4 separate regions of the Sus scrofa genome follow, and regions 2, 3 and 4 are each linked to region 1. Evidence: chromatin contacts called from public Hi-C, HiChIP or PLAC-seq and promoter capture Hi-C data. All regions are on one chromosome and are shown on one strand. The core of a region is the stretch at or near the end of the contact, and the rest is flanking DNA. Distances in the headings are between cores, read along the strand shown. Region 1 holds the start of B4GALT7 (beta-1,4-galactosyltransferase 7). Region 2 holds the start of RGS14 (regulator of G-protein signaling 14). Region 3 holds the start of SLC34A1 (solute carrier family 34 member 1). Region 4 holds the start of NHP2 (H/ACA ribonucleoprotein complex subunit 2).

Evidence for each region. Promoter capture Hi-C pulls out the DNA fragments that hold promoters and counts their contacts. A called contact is a pair of places that touch in the nucleus more often than the background predicts. HiChIP or PLAC-seq counts read pairs in DNA pulled down with a chosen protein or histone mark.
Region 2: a contact with region 1 is called in a promoter capture Hi-C map of liver, with 2.3 times the contacts expected there. The contact joins the promoter of RGS14 here to the promoter of B4GALT7 in region 1. A contact is called at or near these places in 1 of 5 promoter capture datasets (liver) and 1 of 2 datasets of contacts at active chromatin or transcription factors (alveolar macrophages).
Region 3: an H3K27ac HiChIP or PLAC-seq map of alveolar macrophages shows a contact between it and region 1. The contact joins the promoter of SLC34A1 here to the promoter of B4GALT7 in region 1. A contact is called at or near these places in 1 of 5 promoter capture datasets (liver) and 1 of 2 datasets of contacts at active chromatin or transcription factors (alveolar macrophages).
Region 4: a Hi-C map of liver shows a contact between it and region 1, with 8 times the contacts expected there. The contact joins the promoter of NHP2 here to the promoter of B4GALT7 in region 1. A contact is called at or near these places in 3 of 47 Hi-C or Micro-C datasets (embryonic fibroblasts, liver and skeletal muscle).

What each region holds. Positions count from the first base shown.
Region 1 is chr2:80,356,785-80,362,440 of Sscrofa11.1, reverse strand. B4GALT7 (beta-1,4-galactosyltransferase 7) reads left to right here and starts at 2,563. Exons shown (of 6, transcript NM_001168422.1): 1 at 2,563-2,614. The coding sequence starts at 2,565.
Region 2 is chr2:80,586,761-80,592,416 of Sscrofa11.1, reverse strand. It overlaps RGS14 (regulator of G-protein signaling 14), which reads left to right and starts at 2,419. Exons shown (of 15, transcript XM_005661452.3): 1 at 2,419-2,703. The coding sequence starts at 2,659.
Region 3 is chr2:80,559,982-80,565,637 of Sscrofa11.1, reverse strand. It overlaps SLC34A1 (solute carrier family 34 member 1), which reads left to right and starts at 2,349. Exons shown (of 13, transcript NM_001044623.1): 1 at 2,349-2,408; 2 at 3,315-3,444; 3 at 3,596-3,745; 4 at 3,830-3,958; 5 at 4,030-4,173; 6 at 5,065-5,176; 7 at 5,301-5,496; 8 at 5,580-5,656. The coding sequence starts at 3,336.
Region 4 is chr2:80,219,942-80,225,597 of Sscrofa11.1, reverse strand. It overlaps NHP2 (H/ACA ribonucleoprotein complex subunit 2), which reads right to left and starts at 2,159. Exons shown (of 4, transcript XM_003123671.4): 1 at 1,926-2,159; 2 at 1,500-1,569. The coding sequence starts at 2,085.

The DNA of each region.
Region 1 (5,656 bases), core at 1,314-3,813:
GCAGCTGTAGCTCCAATTGGATCCCTAGCCTGGGAATCTCCATATGCCTTGGGTGCCACCCTAAAAAGCAAAAAAAAAAGTTAACTGGGTTTTTAACATGAAACTTGATTTCTTGAGATCTGATACTACTGGGGCCTCGTCCTGATGCAGCAACAATTAGCTGGCCTGAAGGGTAACTGTCCCCTTTAGAGGGGCTCGTGCTTTCCAGGTCAGTCCCATCTCTCTGCTTCCAACATTGGCCTTACCTGACTGGTCTCTGCAGGGGTTGGCCTCGCCTTTGTCATCAGTGAAATTGAGGCTGAACTTGTCAAGGATCTGCTATAAGGTACAGTGCCCTAGGAGAGATCAGCAAGAAGGGGATGGGTGGATTGTATGTGGGGTTAAAAGAAGAAAGAGCACTGCTGGGAACAAATAATTTCCCACCCATATAGTAAAGTTGTCTCAGAAGTAGAGTAGTTGAGACCATAGTTTGTGCAACCAAACCACCTCAGTTCCCTCATCATTTTTTTTTCCTCCCTCCCTTCGTTCCTGCCTTAGTTGTTACCTACTCCGCTGGATCTTTTTAACTAGTGTCGTGGTGCTGCAGAGATGCTGCCAATCCCACTGTGCCACAGCAGAAACTCATCTTTTTTTTTAATTTTAATTTTTTAATTTATTTTTTTGCTTTTTAGGGCCACACCCTTGGCATATGGCGTTTCCCAGGCTAGGGGTCAAATCAGAGCTACAGCCACGCCAGATCTGAGCCACATCTGCGACCCATACCACAGCTCATGGCAACCCTAGATCCTTAACACACTGAGCAAGGCCAGGGATTGAACCTGCAACCTCATGTTTCCTAGTCAGATTCGTTTCTGCTGCGCCACAACCAGAACTCCTCACATCTTTATTTTTTTATCTATTTTTTTTCTTTTTGCCTGGGGCATGTGGAAGTTCCCTGGACAGGGATTGAATCTGTGCCACAGCAGTGACCCGAGCCACAGCAGTGACAATACCAGATACTTAACCCACTGAGCCACCTAGAAAACTCCTCAGTTACCTCATCTTTAAAGGGGGCACAGAGTTCCCGTCGTGGCTCAGTGGTTAACGAATCCAACTAGGAACCATGAGGTTGCAGGTTCGATCCCTGGCCTTGCTCAGTGGGTTAAGGATCCAGCGTTGCTGTGAGTTGTGTTGTAGGTTGCAGACGCGGCTCAGATTGATCCCGAGTTGCTGTGGCTCTGGTGTAGGCCGGCGGCTACAGCTCTGATTGGACCCCTAGCCTGGGAACCTCTATATGGCGAGGGAGCAGCCCAAGAAATGGCAAAAAGACAAAAAAAAAAAAAAAAAAAAGTGGGCATAGTAAGTACCATACTCACAAGAATAGATTGAGTTAACAATAGTAAAGTATCTATTTTTGCTTTTTAGGGCCGCAACCAAGGCATATGGAGGTTCCCAGGCTAGGGGTTGAATTGGAGCTATGGCTGTCGGCCTACGCCACAGGCACAGCAACATCAGCTCTGAGCCACATCTGCAACCTACACCACAGCTCACAGCAATGCCAGATCCTTAACACACTGAGCGAGGCCAGGAATCAGACCCAGATTCATTAATGCTGCGCCACGATGGGAACTCTGACAGTAGCAAAGAATTTAAAACAATGACTGGCACATAGTCACAACTCAATGCATGTTAGCTATTTATTAGGAAACAAAATTTGCCTGGAAGAACAGAGATTAAGTCTAATAACATTGCCACTCTCTCTTCCCAGGAGGGAAGCTGGCCCAGCATAGGGCTAAATTACAGTGACAGGTCAGATATGGGAAATCTATCTTCTATGCCCTTCTTAAGTACTCACCTCAGCTCCACCTAAGTACTCCTCCCCTGGATGACATTTATCATTTATATAGCGTTGACTATTGTGCCCATCACTGTACCAAGTGTTTGCATTTTCTCTCCTTTAATCCTCACAGTAACCATATAGATCAGAACAATTTACTTAGGTGAGGAAACAGAAGCAAAATATTGTGCCTTGCTCCCAAACAGCCAAATTGGCAGAATCAGGTTTCAAATACAGTCAATTTGCCTTTAGTGCCGCTCCTAACTACTACTTGGGGTATCACTTAGGGTATTGCCCGAACCCCAGGTGAACCCTGCACTTGGCTCTGTCCCCATCCAAGCTTGTTGCACCTGGGTTGACCGCGGCTCAGACGCTCCCTGCCTTCCCTTGGGAAGAGGAGGAAGACGCAGGAGATCCAGGGCGCTGATTTGGAAGTTTGTGGTCTTAGTCCAGTCCCAGACCATTGACTTGAGCCCTCCCTGGGGTCCCAATTTCTCGGGATGTTAAGCGGTTCTCGGAAAACAGCAGTTCAGGCGGTTGGAGCGCTCACGTGTTCCTCCGGACGCGGAACCTTTGACGCTGCAGCTCCGGGGAGCACACGGCTCGGCCGGAGCAGCGGACCCAGCGGACCCAGGGGCGGGGCGGACGGGCCTGGGCGGGGCGGGAGGCGGAGGCGCCGCGTAGGCCGGGGAGGCCGGGCTGGCCCGGCTCGGAGCTAGAGCTCCATGCGCCGCCGCCTCCCCCAACGATGTTCCCCTCCCGGAGGAAAGCGGCTCAGTTGCCCTGGGAGGACGGCAGGTGAGCGGCGGTGGCCGGCCCGGGCCACGTCCTCCCGGGTGCCGATCCTTTCCGGGCCGCCCCGTGGGATTCAGCAGCCCGAGGCCGTCGCGTCTCCGTCTCTGCGGGGCTCTCTGAGGGTTTGTGGTTCTCCTTGTGGGTCACTGCTCTCTCTGTATTCGCGTCTCTGTCTCTCTGTGTGTAGGTCTCTGTCTCTACCAGTCCCCGTCACTCCGCAGGTCTTCCTCACGCAGCAGGTCTGTATTTCTCCGTTGACTTCCCTTTGTGAGTTTCTATCCCTCTGTTCGAGTCTCTTTCTCTCATGGGTTTCTGTGTTTTTCCACTGGCCTCTATCATCGTGCAGGTCTCTGGCTTCGTTGGCCTCCCTCAGTGGATGTCTCTCTGTCTGTCTCTGGTTTCAGAGGTTCTGTCTTTCTCTGGTCTCTGCATCCCGCATCACATCCACGTTGCCGTAGACCCTACCCTCCCTCCTCATGCTTCCCCAGTCTTTTCTGACTGCCCAGAAGAATACACCCAACAGAAGCTCTATGCTCTGCCTGGCTGGCCACTGCCTGGCGGAGACTAAACACTCCTCAGACTGCAACGTTAGTTCATTTCCGGTGTAGCTGTGCTTGAATGTGGTCTGCCCCTTGTGTTGGGTGTGAGCTTGACCCAGACCTTAGCTAGTGATTACCACTAAAGCAAAATGGGAGGTAGAGGAGAGCTATTTGGCCGTTTACATTTGGAAGGACACCCACACTTCAGTTTTGAGATGAACTGCCAAAACTCTGCTCACTAGAACACATGATGGTGGATCTACCTAGTGAGTGGATGTCACCTCATTTTCTTTATGTCTCTTAAGTTTGCCAGATGCCTAACGACTGGAATAGAGTGGGCACAACTCTTTAATCTTTGGGGATTTTTCAGACTTTGTGTTGAAGCGAGAAGACAGGACTATGGTAGAAAGCCTGGACTGTGGATTTAGGCCTGGACAGGAATCCTCTTTGATAGCCATGTGACCAGAAGCAGACTTAAATCTTTCTCCTCAGCTTTTCCATCTCTGAAACAGGGATCATAATATCTGCTCTTCAAGTCTATCTGAGGATGAAAGGAAGTCATATATGTAAAACTCTTGACACTGCTTGGCATAGAGGAGATGCCAGTTGACTTCCAGTTGCTTTTGCAGCTTGAAGGTGCTGACACCAGAGCAGCTGAGTAGTCAAACCTGTACCACTAAGGTTTGTGTGAGAGAAGAAAGGAAAGGTAATGGAGGAGAATGTCCAGTTCCCAATTCCTTCCCATAAACTTTTGGAACATAACCATGCTCCCAGAAAACTTTACCAATGTCAGTGCTACTTTTGACCCACAGGTACAAAGATCCGTGCAACAGATGCAGGCTATTGTAGCAGTTAAGAATTATGGCACTGGAACCAGTCTGTATGGGTTTGAATCTGCCTCTCATTAGCCTTGGGCACAGACTGATGATGTAGACAAAACCTCTTCCAGTCTGCCTCCCCAGAACCAGAGTGGCCTGGGTCTGGGAGCAGCTGAGACTGCAGATCTAAAGTTTGCCACCAGGTGGCACAAGGAGCAACTTTTCTCAGTGTCCAAGGTCCAGAGGACACTAAATTCGGCTCTAAATTCGGTTGTTCAATGGTTTGGGGCACAGGAAGAGAGTGCCCATGAGTATGTATCCTGGGAGGAAGGAAAGGCTGGACTGAGGGATCAGCATGTGGAAGTGCATGGAATGCCCAATCCATGCCATTCTCCCAGATAATGGTCACTGCTTCTTCCCCCAAGGTGGGATATTGCCCAGTGTCCCTCTCCCTGGCCTCTACCCCACCCCAAGAAAGAACCCAAAGAGAGAATCTGTAGAGGTTCCAGACTTACCAGGCCACTGGCAGGATTGGCCTTTGCTCCTCCCCAGCGGAAACCCCCACCACAGGACAACGGGGGGTAAGTCAGAAGCCTGTGAGGGTGTCCTACCAGGCCCCTTCTCTGCTGCGTATGGGACCCGCGCCTGGTCTCAGGGCTGCTGGCTTCCAAGTTGGCAGTTGTGCCTCAAGAGAGAGGCAGAAGTTGATCTGGCTCTTGTATTTGGCAAGCATGCCCTGAATGCTTGAACCCTTCCTATAACTCACTTAGCAAGTCCTCTGCTGTGTGACTTGTGCTGTGGGCACAGATATGAATCTGATTACCAATGGGGAAGACAAGCAGGGACACAGATGATTTCAGAATTCCAAAGGCTTTGGAGTTCCCGTCGTGGCGCAGTGGTTAACGAATCCAACTAGGAACCATGAGGTTTCGGGCTTGATCCCTGGCCTTGCTTAGTGGGTTAAGGATCCGGTGTTGCTGTGAGCTGTGGTGTTGGTCGAAGACGTGGCTCAGATCCTGCGTTGCTGTGGCTCTGGCGTAGGCCAGCGGCCAGAGCTCCGATTAGACCCCTAGCTTGGGAACCTCCATATGCCGCGGGAAGCAGCCCTAGAAAAGGCAAAAAGACAAAAAAAAAAAAAAAAAGAAAATGTATATATATATATATATATATATATATATATATAAAGGATTCAAAGAGGGCACTACTGGAAACCATGGGAACACAAAGGAGGATATATGTATTTCAGTTTATGTCCATGTGACAGGAGCAGGGGTCACAGTGCGGGCCATGGTGTTAGAGTTTGGCCCTGAAGGATCATTGGGGTGCTTCCAGGCAGATAGAATAAGGGAAGTCATTTTAGGCAGAAGCAGCAGGCTTTGTGAGGGCTGGTACAGGAAGGAATCTGGTGAGTGGAGAAAGTCTGAGTTTCCCTATGTGTAGCACTGGGTGAATAACAAGGAGCAACTGGAGATGAGCCGGGTCACACAGGATTGTGACCTTGAGGCCAAGGAATTTGGCCATTACCTCTTGAGCAAAGGAGGATCATCCATGATATTGAATGGGTCTGAACAAGGCAAGGACCAGATGAGACTTGAGATAAAATAGAGGCAGTGGGTGAGGAAGGACCAAGGGCACTTAGGAGGTGAGTCTATATGACCTGGTAGCTAGTTGGTGACTCTCAGAGCTTA
Region 2 (5,656 bases), core at 1,170-3,669, 230 kb before region 1:
ACTCGATGTGTAAACTTGGACAACTCACTTCTCAGTTTCTTGATCTGTAAAATGGGAATAGTGAGCACCACTCACAAAGAGGTTGTGAGGATCCAATGAGGTAATTATGGTCTGTAAACCATAAAACCCCTATGAAGCTAGGCCTGGATCCACGGCCTAGCAGACAGGCAGGCAATCTCCACTCCCATCACTCACCCTACCATCCCATCACAGGTATATTGACACTGTCACACACCTTATTAAGACCACCATTGGCATTGCATTAGGCCCCAAAGCAACCTCCAATACACACACCACCCTCTATCTAGGTGGGCTGGAGCAAGGTGTCTAGAAAAAGGTGAGTTAGGACTGGGTAAGAGGTGTATTAACTAGGATAACACTAGCTGCTACAACAGGTAAACCCTAATGCGAGTTCCCCTCCTGGTGCAGCAGAACCTAATCGGACTAGGAACCATGAGATTGTGGGTTCGATCCCTGGCCTCGCTCAGTGGGTTAAGGGTCCAGAGTTGCTGTGGCTGTGGTGTAGGCCGGCAGCTACAACTCTGATTAGACCCCTAGCCTGGGAACCTCCATGTGCTGCAGGTACGGCCCTAAAAACACAAAAGACCAAAAAAAAGTAAACCCTAATGTATACAATGGCTTGAACAAGATAATTTTTCTCTCTCCCTTAACTGTCCAAAGCTTGTGTTTTTGGTGCCTGTGGACTTGCCTTCTTACACAAATGCAGAGGCCCAGGCTCCTTCCTTCTTACGGCTCCACCATCCCCTAGGGCTTCGTCATCTCCTGTATCCAGCCAGCTAAAGGGGAAGGAGAGAAGGCAGAGGGCACAGAGCACCCGATAGCCTTGGTACACGTCATCACTCCACTCGCGTTCAGTTGGTAGGAACTAGGCAGCACATAGCCACACCTGACTGTGAGGAAGCCTGGGAAATTAAAGTTTAGCAATGTGCCCAGGAGGAAAAGGACCTGAATTTATGGTGAAGAGTCACTTATTTTCTGCTTCTGAAATATTCAAGTCATGGCCTTAGAAGGAAGGGGGAGTGGAATAGAGGGTAGAATACGAAAGATGGGGTGTCACCTTTTCCTTGCAGAAAGTGGGGCCCAAACTGTAGTGCCTGGTAACTTCAGGGCTCTAGGAAAGCCCAAACTTCAGTAAAATACAAGTCTTCGTGGGTACATACATATGTAAGAAAGAGGCCAGGGATTTCCCTGGCGGCTCAGTGGGTTAAGGATCTGGCATTATCATTGTCATGGGTCAGGTCACTGCTGTAGTTCAGGTTCGATCCCTGGCCCAAAAACTTCTGCATGACACAGGCATGGCCAAAAAAAAAAAAAGGAAAAAAAGGGAAAGGGAATTCCCACTGTGGCACAGCAGAAATGAATCCAACTAGTATCCGTGAGGATGCGGGTTCAGTCCCTGACCTTGCTCAGTGGGTCTGGTGTTGCCATGAGCTGTGGTGTAGGTTGCAAATGTGACTCGGATCCCACATTGCTGTGCCTGTGGTGTAGGCCAGAAGCTGTAGCTCCAACTCGACTCAAAGCCTGGGAACCTCCATATGCCATGGGTGTGGCCCTAAAAGGGGGGGGGGCAAAAAAAAGCCAATAAGGACCCTGGCTAAAGGGACTGGGACTGGGCCAGGGCTGAGGAGGCAGACTACCCCTCTTCAGTCAACAGTACTTCACAAAAGTGGGACTTTTATGAGTGACTATGAATGCACACACACATCTTTGGGCACAGATGCACCTGGTCCATTCCCTGCCCAGCTGGGCAAGCACGTGCACACCTGGTTGCAAAGGTCACTGGGTTCATATGTGCCTTGTGCAGGTGTGCCTGTCACATGCATCTGTCCGAGGGACTGGGCACACTCATGACTGAAGGCCCAGGTATACCTGACAAGGGAGAACCCGCACACCTGAAGGATCTTGTGTGTATGTGACCATGCATGAGATGTATCCATTTGTCTGTACACCTGGGCATAGACCTGGGAGGGAGAGCCCAAAGGTGTCTCAGGACAGAGGTAGTAATGCACCCAGCTGCCAGGGGGAGGGGCACTGAGTGTGTGCATGCTCAGCACACAGCAGGTGTGGGATAGGTGTGTGCTGAGTAATGTAGACGAGTGGACATTCAGGTCCTGGTGCACAAGTTCCCATGTCCACAGAAGCCCCAGCAGGGTGTACAAAGTTTTCCAGGTGTGTGAACAGGCACTTCTGTGCCCAGACATGCCTATGGAGCTCCCCGGTCTGCGCCAGACCAGGCTGGGCTCCTCGCTGGGCACACAGAGGCCCCTGCTCTGTGTTGGTGCCTGAGTAGAGCACTGCCAAGGGTGTGTTGGCAGCATGTGCGCGCGGGCGCGTGAATGTGTGTGTGCGTGTGCGTGTGCATGTGTGTGTGTGTGTGTGTGTGTGTGTGTGTGTGAATGTAGGAAGAAGCATTCGCTCTCTTAGACCTTGCTTCTTTCTGTGGTTCGGTTTCTATAGAGACGCTTCCTGTGGCAGAGAAAAGAGGTAGTGAGCTGGTGTTTCAGGATGTGAGGGCCCGCAGGAGCGGAGCTGGGCTCTCTCTGCCGCCTGCCCATCACCGTGAAAGCTCTGACCGGCGCTGCCCGAAGTCCCCATGGTGGGCGCCTCCCGTGGCAGGGACCCGTGAAGAGCAGCGGCATGCCGGGGAAGCCCAAGCACCTGGGCGTCCCCAACGGACGCATGGTGAGTGTGGGCTCTAGGCCAGGCCCACGGGGAGGAGGTGGGTACACCCAGGGTGGAGCCCGAGAGGCACACCCGGTAGGGCTGGGCAACAGCCTGTGTGCTGCCAGCGGGCGGGAGAAGTTGGGGACAGATAGCAGCAGGTGGTGGGACCTGGTGCCCTCACCACAGGACCTTCCAGATGGCTCTGCTGGGGGACCTGGGGCCGCCCTGGGGATGAGACTAGAGGAGAGGCTTCTGGCCCAGTCCCCACTGCTCTCTTCCTTGCTACTTTGGCATCACCTGGGGTAGCAGGGAGACTGGGCATGGCCTTTGCCCCTTGACACCCCCTATACTGGCCTGAGCTCCCATACCTCACTCGGCCTCAGCAATATCGCCCCCCATGTCCTGATGCTCAAGGTCAGGTAAGGGGCAGCCCTTGCTGGGTCACTGCCCTCCCCCTAGACCTGTTCCCGAGGCTTCCTGCCAGAACTAGGAGCCCTTTGGCAGCCAGGGATGGGTCTGCAGGGTCAGGCCAAGTTGATACAGCTTCTGTCTGTTCTATTCCTGGACCACTAGGAAAGGTAGGGGGAGCTGGGTACTGGGATGCCCCTGGCTGCTGCCCCCTCCCCCAAACCTCTCCCTGGCTGTTTGGCATCTGGGTTAGAGCTGCTCTTAGAGTCCAGCTTCTTTATTCATTCAGCAGATGAGACAGGCTGTGCCGGGGCTTCTCTTCTTCTATCCCTAGGACAACAGCCCACTTGGCAGAACCCCAGTCCCTCCTAAAAACTCTGGGAAGTCCAGACAGTGTCCTAGTTTCTTACACAGCCCCAGCCTAGTACTGTGGGACAAAGCCAGTGGGTCCAGAGAGATGTGGTTTCCAATCTCAGCTCAGTTGTCCCTGGCTAGAGGGTCCTCTCTGACCCTCAGATTCTTCCTCTATAAAAATGAGAAGTTTGGAATGGATTTCAAAGGCTTGTTTAGATGATTAAGCCAAATGATGAATATGAGGCCCCTGATCCATTGTGGGGGTTCTATAACTGTCAGCCCCAATGCCCCCCACTCCATTCTCAGCCCCTCTTCAAGGACACTCTGCTTCACCATGAAGCTGAGCCACCACCTCAACCCCCGCTCCTCCTCCTAATTCCCAAGACCTATCTCTACACCCCTTCCTCCAGCATCTCTTTATTGGGTGGGAGAGAGATGAACCCCTCCAAGCTGGCCCAATCCCTCCCCCCTACCGCTATCTATACCATCAACCTAACTTTGAAAGTTCAAGCACCGGTGGGCCTCGCATTCCCACTCCGGAGGCATGACACTTGGCTCACTCCTCCCCGGGCATCCAGGCCAAGGGGGAACATGCCCACTCCCACACCCACCCCAGAGGGCAGCTGGGTAGATGCTTCCAAGCAGTGCCCAGAACAGCAGGGCAGCTGAGGGGGCCAGAGACAGATCCAGCCCTTGCCCGTCCCATGTCAACACATAGATACTATGCTCGAAGGTCATTCAGAGGAGGGAGGGCACCCAAGCTCTGCTCCCAGCCCTGGCAAGCCCACAGATGCCCTGGCCCCTTTCCGAGACTTTCACACGCAGCTTTATCTTTGCTCTTCCCAGGCTCATTCTAAACTCTCTGTGCTGCCTCTTGGAATCCCAAGGGTTACTGCTTGGCCACTTGCTGGCCATTGGGCAGCTTTCTGAGACCATGCTCAGCTGAGACAGGGAGGGACAACAGGCATCAGCATCTGTGGGCCAGCTGTCAGTCTCCTTCCATGAGCTGCCTCTTGACGGAAGCTCAATGGAGTACATGACAAGCTGAGGGCAGCTGGCAAGTAGAGGGAGTCACGTTTGAATGGACCAATCTGACTCCGTGCCAGGGCCCCTCCACCCCCCAGAACTGCCTGGCTCTGTCCTCCCCCACCTCCCCCTGCCGCCACCCGCACCCGCCACCACCATCGTTCCCTGCCAAGGCAGCTTCATGTGTCAGCCTCATCTTTCTGCCACTCAGCTAGTCAGGCAGCTGCAATGAAACCTGTCACTTAGAGATGGCTCTCAGCCCCTCCCAGACATGCCTCCATACAGCCCCAATCTCGCCCCTTCATTTGGTCACTCACTCATTCATTCAGCAACCCCTCCTCAGGGCTCGCTCAGTGCTGGCCCTATCCGGGGCATCAAGACCCAGGCCCGTCACCCTATCCCTGGCCCTCAAACAGCTCTGGGTCTGTTGGAGGACAGCAAAGGCACAGGCACGAAGAGCAGAATCAAATCCAGGTTTGGGTGAGAGTGGAGGGTGGGGTCAGGGATAGAGAAAGCTGGAGGCGGACCTGGGAGGGAGAACTAACTTCACCACTCACTTCCTGCATAGTTGGCATTGACGATGTCCTAAAAAGATGTGCCAGCCAGAGGAGGGAACAGCGTGGGGAAAGGAATGCATGCAGGAAAACAGGGTGTGTGAACAGGGACAGAGCTCAAGGGCTGGAGAGGCTGAAGCCTGGAGAGGCGCAGTTAATCATTCTCCGTGGGCAGAGCCCACTGTACCTCAGCCTACATTCCTGGAGTCCAGCCTGGGGCTGCACAGGCCTGCCTCGAGCTGAAGAATGAGGCAGCCAGGGTTTTCTGCAGGCTTACCCAGAAAGTATCTTGGGGCCCCAGTATCCCCAAGCCAGGATGAAATGAGATGATGGTAGAGAGGGCCCTGCCTAGAAGATGCTCAGAAAATCAGCCCTCCCTTCGCAGTCGGACCCCTCCAGAGGGCAGAACTCACCCGGAGTCCCTGGACCCTTTCCCTCCAGTCTGTTTCTCCCATCTGTGCTGCAAGGGGTGAGGCCCTGGGCCTCCCTTCTCCCTGGTATGTCTCCTGTCCATCCAGAGAGGCAGCTCAGTAGACCAGAGACTCGGGTTCCAGAGTCAGGAACTAATTTCAGCTCAGCCACTTCCCAGCTGTGTGAGTTCTTTGGGCCTAGGTTTCTCACCTGTGAAA
Region 3 (5,656 bases), core at 1,100-3,599, 200 kb before region 1:
GACCTTTCTCGTAAGCACCAAGTGGCTGATTCCCTGCCTTCACTCCCCAGAATCTCCCAGAACAGACGTAAGACCACATGGCTTTATTGTCCAAACCAGGGCACTTTGCAGAGTGAAAGGGAACCCTGAATCAACAGTCATAAATGCAGACTTGGCCGGGCAAGCCAGGACTTATGGTCACTCCACCCCAACCCAATCCCAGCTGTACCTCTGCCCCTCCCTCCTCCTCCCCACCCCTCTCCCCTGTGGGTTCTGTGGCCTAAACTGCTATGACCACAATGTGGTGGCACTGGGATCAAAACCCAGGCTGACCTCTCCTCTGCTTTTAGCCACTTTGACAAAGAGTCAATTGTGAGCTCTATGAGGTAGATAACTCCCCAAAGTTCTGTAAATTAAGCACTCATATTTAAGGTGGAACTATTCAAAAATGTCCATCCTCTTTGATGGAGAAGGCTGGGTCTGAGTGACCCTAAAATGTGTAAGATGTTGCAAAGGGCCATAGCTCAGGGGGTCCTGAGGGATCAAAGGGTGGCTGGTGAACCAGGAGGAGTTGTTGACCCACCACTCCTGAATCTGATAAAATATGTATTATTTTGGCAGCATGTGGAATTTCCCAGGCCAGGGACCAAACTCCCGCCACAGCAGTGACCAGAGCCACAGCAATGATAATGCTGGCCCTTAACCCATTGAGCCATCAGGGAACTCTCCCTACTTTTTTTTTAAGTTTTTTATGCTTTTGATTTTTTTTTATCTGATAAAATCGTGTTTGTGTGTGTGTGTGTGTGTGTGTGTGTGTGTGTATCTTTTCTAGAGCCATACCTGAGGCATATGGAGATTTCCAGGCTAGGGGTCTAACTGGGGCTGTAGCTGCCAGCCTACACCACAAGCCACAGCAACTTGGGATCTGGGCTGCATCTGCAACCTACACCACAGGTCATGGCAACACCAGATCCTTGACCCACTGAGGGAGGCCAGGGATCAAACCCGCCACCTCATGGTTCCTAGTCGGATTCGTTAACTGCTGAGCTACAATGGGAACTCCTGATCTGATAAAATCTTAATCCCTTAGAAGGGGCACCCCCTTCTCATCTCTCTGTGATCATAAGCCCAAACTCAGGCTCCAAGGTCCCAAGAAAGAGAAAAAAGTCTCCTTAACCCTCCTGTCTGGGTTTCAGGAATTCTGCAACAGACCTGTGTCATCATTGGCTTCCTGATCCAGAAACCCAATCATTACATACTTCCTCTTGCTCGCACCCTCCCCTGGCTTCGCTCAGTGGGTTAAGGATCCAGTGTTGCCACAAGCTGCAGCGTAGGTCACAGAGGCAGCTCGGATCTGGTGTTGTTGTGGATGTGGTATAGGCTGGCAGCTGCAGCTCTGATTCAACCCCTAGATGGGGAACTTCCATTTGCCTCGGGTGTGGCCCTAAAAAGGAAAAAGAAAAAAGATACACCAAGTATCCCTAGGATGCATTCTCTCCTCTCCATCCCTCTTCTTTCCACTTTGATTCAGACCTCATCATCTGTCACCTGGACCATCACATCAGCAATCTCTCCTTCCAGACTCACACCTCCCACCCCCTGCCTTTTTATCGGTTATGCCCGAAGTATGTGGAAGTTCCAGGGCCAGGGAATTCTCACCATAGCAGTGACTTGAGCCACTACAGTGACAACACCAGATCCTTAACCTGCTGTGCCACCCTGGACTTGCTCCCTTTGACACATACCACGCCACCCCACCCCCAACCCCAAGACCATTCTAAAGTGCAGACCAGGCCCTGCCCTATCTGGCCAGAGGCTTCACATTCTCCAGGCTCACATCCTGGATCTGTGGTCATGGACGTCCCACAGTTCAGCACAAATAGCCTCTCTGGGTGTGTCTTCTGTTGCTTCCTCCCTCACATTCTCCCTCTTTTCCAAATGCCACTCAAGTCACACAGACAAACCCAGAGACACCCTGATGGAAGGCAAGGCTCAAGGGTGTTTGGGCCATTCCCTGGGGAGCACTGTCAGGCCAAGAATAAGGAAAACGGGCCAGAGCCATGAAATCTCAGGGGACCCTCGGAACAAGGCACCTGAGTGATATTAGGGTCTCTGCCTGGGGGTGTGGGATGCCTCAGTGCTCTCCTTGCTGAATCTGGATCATGGTTCAGGCTGAGTATCTGTGCGGGGGAGGAGAGAGCCTGACCACAGACTCCCCCTTGCAGAGCAGACGATTAGCAATTAACTGGGAGGAATCTAGGGGGTTAGGTTAATCGGGGGAACAGAGGGAGAGCAGCTAGGGTTCTAGGGACTTTGCCCTTGACCCGAGGGTATAAAGGGGAGGGTCCCAGGTTCCCTCCTGGTCCCTCCCAGCCCTTCCTAGGGCTTCCCTGAGCAGCTGAACAGGAGCTGAAACACAGAACACCAAGGTGAGTCCAGGGTCCCCACATCCTAAACCCATCCCCAACACTTAGGTGGAAACAAGCCCCTCACCTCTGTCCTCACCATGCCTCCGTCCCTGTCCCCTACCACATCTTAGTCCCATCCAAGCCTGGCTCACTCCCCCAGAGTGAAAAGGACTCATGCTCTTCCAGGGCCCGGCATTCAGCTCTGCATACCTGCCCCCAATCCTAATAGCCAGGACCCTTGGAATAATGTTGGGGTGGAGGGAGGAGGTCCTGAAGCAGACTGGGGCACTCCCACCTCAATAGCAGAGAACTCCTGGGGCAGTTCAGGAGGGCCTAAGGCAAGCCGAGGTCTTCCCAGACTTGGGGACAGGGTGAGGGTTCTGCTTAATTAAACCAGTCCTGGTCTGAGCCTCATTCATGGCAAAAAGATCACCAACATTTTTTTATTGCTTGGGGGTGGGAATGGATGGGGAAAGCACTTCACTTGTGAGGGTGAATCTCTTGGCCCCAGGAAGCACTCTGGTGGCACCTGTATCTGTCATTAGGACACTTGTTCCCATTGTCATGTTCCATCTATCTGAGAGCTTATTTCATTGACATGTGTCTCCCCACTAGACACTGAGCTTCATGGGGGCAGAGCTGCATCTGTATTAGCCAGCTGTACCCTGGCGTTGAGCTCAGTGCCTGAGATAGAGTAAATAAATACTTGCTGAATGAATGAATGAACGAACGAATGACTGAATGAACGAATCCCCAAATGTGTGACAACCACCTGAGTGTGCTTTTCTGGGTGTGTATTTGGGATCACACACCATGGGTGTTTGTGCACATGAGTGAATGGGTGTGTGGATGTGGGGGGGAATGGCTGTGTGTGTGTGTTTCTGTGACACAGCAGTTGTCATTCAGTTTGGGCCCCCTGATGTGCAGGGCCCACAGAGTGTACCCAGGATGATGTCCTACGGAGAGAGGCTGGGGGGCCCGGCTATCTCCCCGCTCCCAGTCCGCGGGGGGCACATGATGCGTGGGGCGACCTTTGCCTACGTGCCCAGCCCGCAGGGTGAGTGCTATTCCTACTCTGAGTCCCTGCCTGCCCTTGATTGGTCGCCCACATCCCGGGTGAGGCCTCCTCTCTCCCCCCCACCCCCCCTCCCCCCTCCTCCGAAGTGACACGGGGCCTCAGGAAGTTCGTGACCGGCCTCCCTCCCCAGTCCTGCACAGGATCCCAGGGACCTCAGCCTATGCCTTCCCCAGCCTGGGCCCTGTGGCCCTCACCGAGCACGGCTGCTCCTATGGGGAGGTTCTGGAGCGCCATGACCCGCTGCCCTCCAAGCTGGCCCTGGAGGAGGAACAGAAGCCAGGTGGGCCTGGGTGAGGGGGGAAGGTGGGCCGCCAGTCACTGACTCAGACTTTGGCCACTGTGCTCACTGCTGGCCTGTCTCCAGAGCCAGGGTTGGCCCAGAAGCTGCGCCAGGCTGGCTCAATGCTCCTCAAGGTGCCGCTGATGCTTGCCTTCCTCTACCTCTTTGTCTGCTCCCTGGACGTGCTCAGCTCAGCCTTCCAGCTGGCTGGAGGTAGGGTGGTGGTGGGGGGACCAGGGAAGGGATCTGAAGAGTCTCGGAAAATGCTGCCTCATGTTCCCCAGGAAAGGTGGCTGGCGACATCTTCAAGGACAACGCCATCCTGTCCAACCCAGTAGCAGGGCTGGTGGTGGGGATCCTAGTGACCGTGCTGGTGCAGAGCTCCAGCACCTCCACATCCATCATTGTCAGCATGGTCTCCTCTGGCTGTGAGTTGGCCCACCAGGGCCAGGGAAAGAGGGAGGGGGCTGGGATGGGAAGGGCAGGAGTGGGAACAGGGGGCCAAAGGGCAATGGGCAGCTCTGGCATCTTGCACTCCATCCTCCAAAGCATGGCCTGGAATCTCAGCCAGGAGGAGATATCCCAGGAGCTGGGAAGAATGGCTGATTAGGAACAGAGCCTCAGGAGGGCACACTTTCATGTCACCACACAGTAGCTCATTCCATCCATCAGGGGAACAGAACCAGAGAAACCAAAGCTGCAGGAAGCACATACAGATCTATGACTTATTGCAAGAAATTGGCTTACTTGATTGTGAGGCTGGCTGGGCAAGTCTAAAATCTGTAGTGCAGGTTGTCAGCAAGGGCAAGCTGAGACTCCTGGGCAGAAACTGCTGTTTCAGTGCACAGCTGGAACTTTTTCTTGCCTAAGGAAGCCTCAGTTTTACTCTGAAGGCCTTTAGTCTTATTGGATGAGGCCCACCCAGATTACTGAGGTTGATCTCCTTCCCTAAAGTCAATCAACAGTTGAGGCAAATCACATGTGCACAATTCCTTCCCAGCAACATCTAGATTCGTGTTGGATTGAATTACTGGGCACTAGCTAAGCTGACACATGAGCACACACAAGCACATTTGCATATTATTTGCATATACGACCCATGCCCTCGTGGACACATACCCACGCACACGTTTACACATATGCAGGTGCAGTGTATGTATACTGGCTCACAAGCATGCACACACATAAACACACAGCCGCAGAGGCCAAGGCTGGGCAGAGTCATGGGCCTGGATGTGGGTAGGGGTTCTGGCAGGAGGGGTGGGGCAGGAGGTGGGTAGTCCCTGAACAGTTAGCTAGGAGGCACGCTCTTCTATCAGTGCTGGAGGTGAGCTCTGCCATCCCCATCATCATGGGCTCCAACATCGGCACCTCGGTCACCAACACCATCGTGGCCCTGATGCAGGCGGGGGACAGGACTGACTTCCGGCGGTAAGAGGGTAGAGCGGTGAGGGGCCTGTCCTTGTAGGAGGAGGGTGGTCCCACAGGCCAGGAGCCCCCAGGCTGAGCACATCCTGGCTCTGAGCCTATCCTGCAACACGGCCTCCCTGCCCAGGGCCTTCGCGGGGGCCACCGTGCACGACTGTTTTAACTGGCTCTCAGTTGTGGTCCTGCTGCCCCTGGAAGCTGCCACCGGGTACCTGCACTACGTCACTCGACTTGTGGTAGCCTCCTTCAACATCCGTGGTGGCCGTGACACCCCTGACCTGCTCAAGATCATCACGGAGCCTTTCACTAAGCTCATCATCCAGGTGAAGGCAGGACTGGCATTGGGCGGGGGCTGAGGGACTGGGGAACCTCACCCTCACTCCCTCTACCAACATCTTGCCCACAGCTGGACAAGTCTGTGATTACCAGCATTGCCACGGGGGACGAGTCCCTGAGAAATCACAGCCTGATCAGGATCTGGTG
Region 4 (5,656 bases), core at 910-3,409, 140 kb after region 1:
TTAGGGATCTGGTGTTGCCATAGCTGTGGCACAGATCAAAGATCACAACTTCGGATTGGATTTGATCCCTGGCCTGGAAACTTCCGTGTGCTGCAGATGCTGCCAAAAATAAAAAAAATAAAAGGCACCTCAAACTTGTCTAAAACCAAACTTGTGATCTTCCTGTACAAACTCAGCCTCTTCCACTGTTCACTCTCTCAGTGAGTAGGCCCTCTGTCCATTCGCCTCGAATCCATACCTCTTCACTGTATGTCCAAAAGTCTTCTCATCCATCCACTTTAATTCTCTCCATCTCTGCCATCACTAACCTAATCAAAATTGCCCTCACCTCTTCTGCACCAAAACAGCCTCCTATCTCAACTTCCCCATCTAGTCTTCCATCTCTTATCCTTCCCAAAGCTTCCAGAAACATCTTCTTAAGGTGTAAATGTAATTATGTCACGCCCTGGCTTTAACCCTCAGTGGCCTCCAAAGCTCTGAGTACAAAAACTAAACTTACCATGGCTTACAAAGCCCCATGAGAGGACAGCACTTCTGCCCACTACTATCCTCTCCTGCCCTGGGATTCACTTTCCTCTGACAGAATGCTCCTCCCTCCCCCACACAAATTCCTAGAACTTCAGACCTCAGCTATCCCACCTAGCATCACCCCCCCATCATTTTTTATATCTTGAGCAACTACAATGTACCACACACTTCTGGAAAGGAAATAAAGCAGTGAGACGGTTCATCCTGTCCTCAAAGAACTTATTTTCTGATATAAGTGAGAGAGAAAGGGAGTAAGAATGTAAATAAGTAAGGAGGTTCTCGTCGTGGCATGAACCGTGTATCCATGAGGACGTGGGTTAGATCCCTGGCCTCTGCCCTTGCTCAGTGGGTTAAGGATCTGGCATTGCTGTGAGCTGTGGTGTAGGTCGCAGATGTGGCTGGGATCCCATGTTGCTGTGGCTGTGAGGTACGCCTGGGGATACAGCTCCGATTAAACCCCTAGCCTGGGAACCTCCATATGCCTTGGGTGCGGCCCTAAAAAGACAAAAAAAATAATAATAATAATAAGATAGAAACGTAAATAAGTTCCTGAATCTGACAAATGCCAAATAGGGAAGATGTAGGGTAATGAAGTCATTCTCACCGCACCCTGTACTTTTTTCCCTTCTGTAGTTGCCTATGACAAGTTGTAATCCTGTGTGGTTAATGTCACTATCTCCTCCTGTAGCAAGTGCCTGAAAAGGGGCAGACAGTAAATAGTGGCTGCATGAATGAAGCTGGGATCTACCTGAAGTGAGTTGGCTTATATGACTGGCTTCCCCTGGAATTCTCTTTCCCCATGGCCGTCCCTTAGAGCTCGTGCAAGTGATGTATTGACATCTGTGCTGAAAGGAATTTACCGACTAATCACCTGAATATCAGGGCAAGTCAGAGCACTTTTACCTACTAAGTAGGAGGGATACTTTCGTCATCGTTTAGAAATGCAAAACCGGGCAGTAGGGGGTTCTTACCCTTTTTCGCCTTTGTTGATAAATTTCTGAACCTCCTTCACCCCGCGCCGAATCTGCTTCTGCTTTACGGCTGCAACGACAGGGGAATCAGCCCCGGGGGCCTTGGGCCACCACCAGCGTCCCCACCCTGCCCGGCGTCCGCCGCATCTCTCTTTTCTAAAATTTTTATTTATTTTCTGAGGCTGTAGATTTTCTTTAAAAAGTTTTTTATTATAGTTGACTTACAATGTTCTGTCAACTACTGCTATATAGCAAAGTGATCCTGTTATATATTTATATACATTCCTTTTTTCCACATTATCCTCCAGCACAGGTGATTAGATATAGTTCCCTGTGCTATACAGCAGGATCTCATTGCTTATCCAATCCAAATGCAGTGGTTTGCATCTGCTAACCCCAAACTCCCAATCCATCCCACCACCGCACCTTTCTTGATGCATTTGTAGAGCTTCCGTGTCAGTTTGCGAGAAGCCAGGGGTTGCGCGATGGGGTTCAGATTCACCAGCAGTTCATGATAAGTGCGCTCCCCGCAGCACGCATCTGCCTGGGCCTCCGGCCCGTCGGGATCTGCCTTTATTTTGGTCATGGCAGCAACTCGGCAACCAAGTGCCCAAGAACCGAGTACACGCGGCCGGCGCTTCAGAAATCGCTTCCGGGTCATGCCCCTCTGAGGGAAGCAGTCAGTACACGACAGCCAATTAGGAACCCAGGTCCCAGACTCTGACCAATCACCGATGCTAAACTCGTTAAATATAGAGCGGGGGGCAGAGTCTCGGCGGTAGGGGCAGGACCATTCCCACAGCTGAGGCGGGGCGGATTAAGGCCGGAGTCCGAGGACCTCTGAGGGAGGGGGCGGAGCCCGGAGGGAGGCGGGGCCTGGAGGAGGAGAAGAGGGACTGGGACGGCTGCCTCGGCTCGTCTGGCTCGTCTGAGAGTTGCGCGTCAACCATACTGGAGACGAGGGGGCGGAGGCTGTACCTGTGGGGGGCGTGACCAAGTCTAAAAGGACGGATCCTAGCTTAAAGGGCGGGTTCTGCTACCAGAGGTCGGCCCAGTGTGATTCCACACCTCCTTAGAATCTGATCCCTCCAATGGGCAGTGCCGAGCCTGGTCAGGTCCCGGGTCCAGAGCCGGTCCTGGTGGCGTATACCCTAGGTACTAAGGTTAAAGTAAAGCCTTAACTTAATTGATAACGATTTCTTCGTTCTAGCACGATTTCTCACGCTCTGCTCTCTTTCCTGGTAAGGGATGGCCCCATTCATTGAGTGCCTCGATCTGGACCGCTTTTCCCCAGAGAGCCGGTGACTTTCTTTCCCGCCCTTCCCGCAGAGACCTGCTCAGGTGTTACCCATGTGGGAGATTTTCCTGACCACACTTAACCTAAAATTCCAGTCCTTGGGAGTTCCCTTGTAGCGTAGCTAGTTAAGGATCCAGTGTTGTCACTGTTGCTTCTGTGGCGCGGGTTCCGTCTCTGGCGGCGGGAACTTCCACTGGCATGGGAAAAAAAAAATTGCAGTTCAGGCTCACCTTGCATCGGCATCCCCTAACCCTCTGTTTTCCTCATCGTTCCTACCACTGCCTGGCATCACGCACAGGGGAGGCATTGCGGAGACAGCGGGAACTGCAGAAGAAGGCTTGAACACTGAAGCTGAGAAGTTGGGGCGTCGTGGGGAGAGCTCTGAGTAGGCACTCTGTGTGTAGTTATCTGTAGAGGATTAGTGGATGGTGCCGCTGGAGAGGCAAGCAGGCCTAGACCAGGGTGGATCTTGTACCTCTGCCTTATTTCTTGTGTCCTATTGGGTGGATATTAATTAGATCGTTGCTGTAAGTCAGTTGCCTTGATCATGCGGTGTTAGGCCCTCCATTTTTGTGGTGGTGGAACAGCCCAGAAAGTGGAAATTTTTTTTTTTTTTTCTTTTTAGTGCTTCACCCACTGCCTATGGAAGTTCCCAGATTAGGGGTTGTATCAGAGCGGTAGCCACAGGCCTACACCACAGCCACAGCAATGCCAGATCTGAGCAGCGTCTGTGACCTATACCACAGCTCACGGCACAGCTAGATCCTTAACCCACTGAGCGGGGGCCAGGGATCAAACCCAAGTCCTCATGGATCCTAGTCAGGTTTGTTATAGCTGAGCCATGATGGGAACTCCTGAAAGTGGAACTTTAGAAGTCTGCAGGTGGCTTGCCAGCGCATGGCAGTCAAGCCAACCGAAAGCCTGACCTTTTAACCTCGCAACCAAGTGCAGTCATTACATAATACTGTTTTTTAAAATTTTTTTTTTAGTATTTTAGGAGTTCCCATCCTGGCTCTGTGGAAACAAAACATTTAAAAATATATGATTATGGAGTTCCCTTTGTGGCTCAGCCGTTAATGAACCTGACTAGGATCCATGAGGATGCATGTTGGATCCCTGCCCTTGCTCAGTGTGTTAAGGACCCGGCATTGCTGTGGTTGTGATATAGGCCAGCAGCTACAGCTCCGATTAGACCCCTAACCTGGGAGCCTCCATATGCCTCCGGTGCAGCCCTAAAAAGAAAAAAAAAAAAAGTATTTTTTAATAAGAAAAATTAGGATGCAATCCATGCTACATAGATCCCAAGTAATTTCACAAACAGAAAAATGTATCAATTGAACATGTGTTATACAAGCAACAAAATTTTTTTTGAAAATAAACAAAGTTTGTGTGCACAATGTAACCAAAAATTGGCCTTTTAAGGAGTTCCCAGGTAACCCAGTAGTTAAGGATTTGGTGTTATCACTTCTATGGCTTAGGTCACTGCTATGGCATGGGTTCTATCCCTGGCCCGGGAACTGCTGCATGTTGTGGGTATGCCCCCCCTCCCCCAGTCGACCTTTTGAATGTTTTTACTTTGGAATTTCTTAAGAAAAGATAGCTTCTGGAGTTCCCATTGTGGCGCAGTGGTTAACGAATCCGACTAGGAACAATGAGGTTGTGGGTTCAATCCCTGGCCTTGCTTGGTGGGTTAAGGACCCGGTGTTGCCATGAGCTGTGGTGTAGGCTGCAGACATGCCTCAGATCCCGCGTTACTGTGGCTCTGGTGTAGGCCAGCAGCTACAGCTCCGATTCGACCCCTAGCCTGGGAATCTCCACATGCCACAGGAGCAGCCCCAGAAAAGGCAAAAAGACCAAAAAAAAAAAAAAAAAGAAAAAAAGAAAGAAAAAAGATAGCTTCTTCTGAGTTTTAGGACCAGTGGTTGCTGTCAGCTTTGCCTTACTGTCCACCACTTCACTGTACCATTTCACACCCCAAGCCTTCCCCTGCCTTCTCCCTCCTCCCTCCTCCTGAGTCTGGCAATAATAGTCTGGCCCTTCCTGGGTACCCTTCTCCAAATGACCGGTGGGGCTGTGAGAGCAGAGCTCCTCTAAACATACAGCTGACAGGGCTCTGCAGGGTGGTTTTCCATTCCTTTTTCAGCCTTGTAGGGCGAGTGACAGTGTGCAAAGGGGAAGGTGCTCCCAGACGTGGGCACAGGGCAAGATGAACTCTGCAGAGAATTTCATTACAAAGAAACCCAATTCAAGCAAATTTGCTTGACTGACCTCACCAAGGTCTCAGTTATGAAGGCCTCTCAGTTCTCACATGGAAGGAGGAATTAACATTTATGTGCCAAGCATATTACATATAATATCACATTCAGGGCTCACAAAGAATGTTTATTATTCACAATTTGCTGGGGCTTATAAAGGTGATCTCTCCAACAAGTGCACACAAAGCTGAATTTGAACCCTGATCTGATAGGCTCCAAGCTCGTGCTTTGCTCATCTCCTGTGACCTGGTGTTCAACTTTATTTGCTTTTTTGTTTTGTTTGTTTTGCTTTTTTAGGGCCGTACCCTCGGCATATGGAAGTTCCCAGGCTAGAGGTCAAATTGGAGCTACGTGTGGCTGGCCTATGCCACAGCCACAGCAATGTGGGGTCTGAGCCATATCTGTGAACTACAGCACAGCACACAGCAATGCCAGATCCTTGACCCACTGATCGAGGCCAGTAATCGAACCCTTGGCCTCATGGATGCTAGTTGGATTCATTTCCACTGCACTAAAATGGGAACTCCTTATTTATTTATTGGCTGTGCTCACAGCATGTGGAAGTTCCTGGGCCACAGTGGTAACAACACTGAGTCCCTAACCAC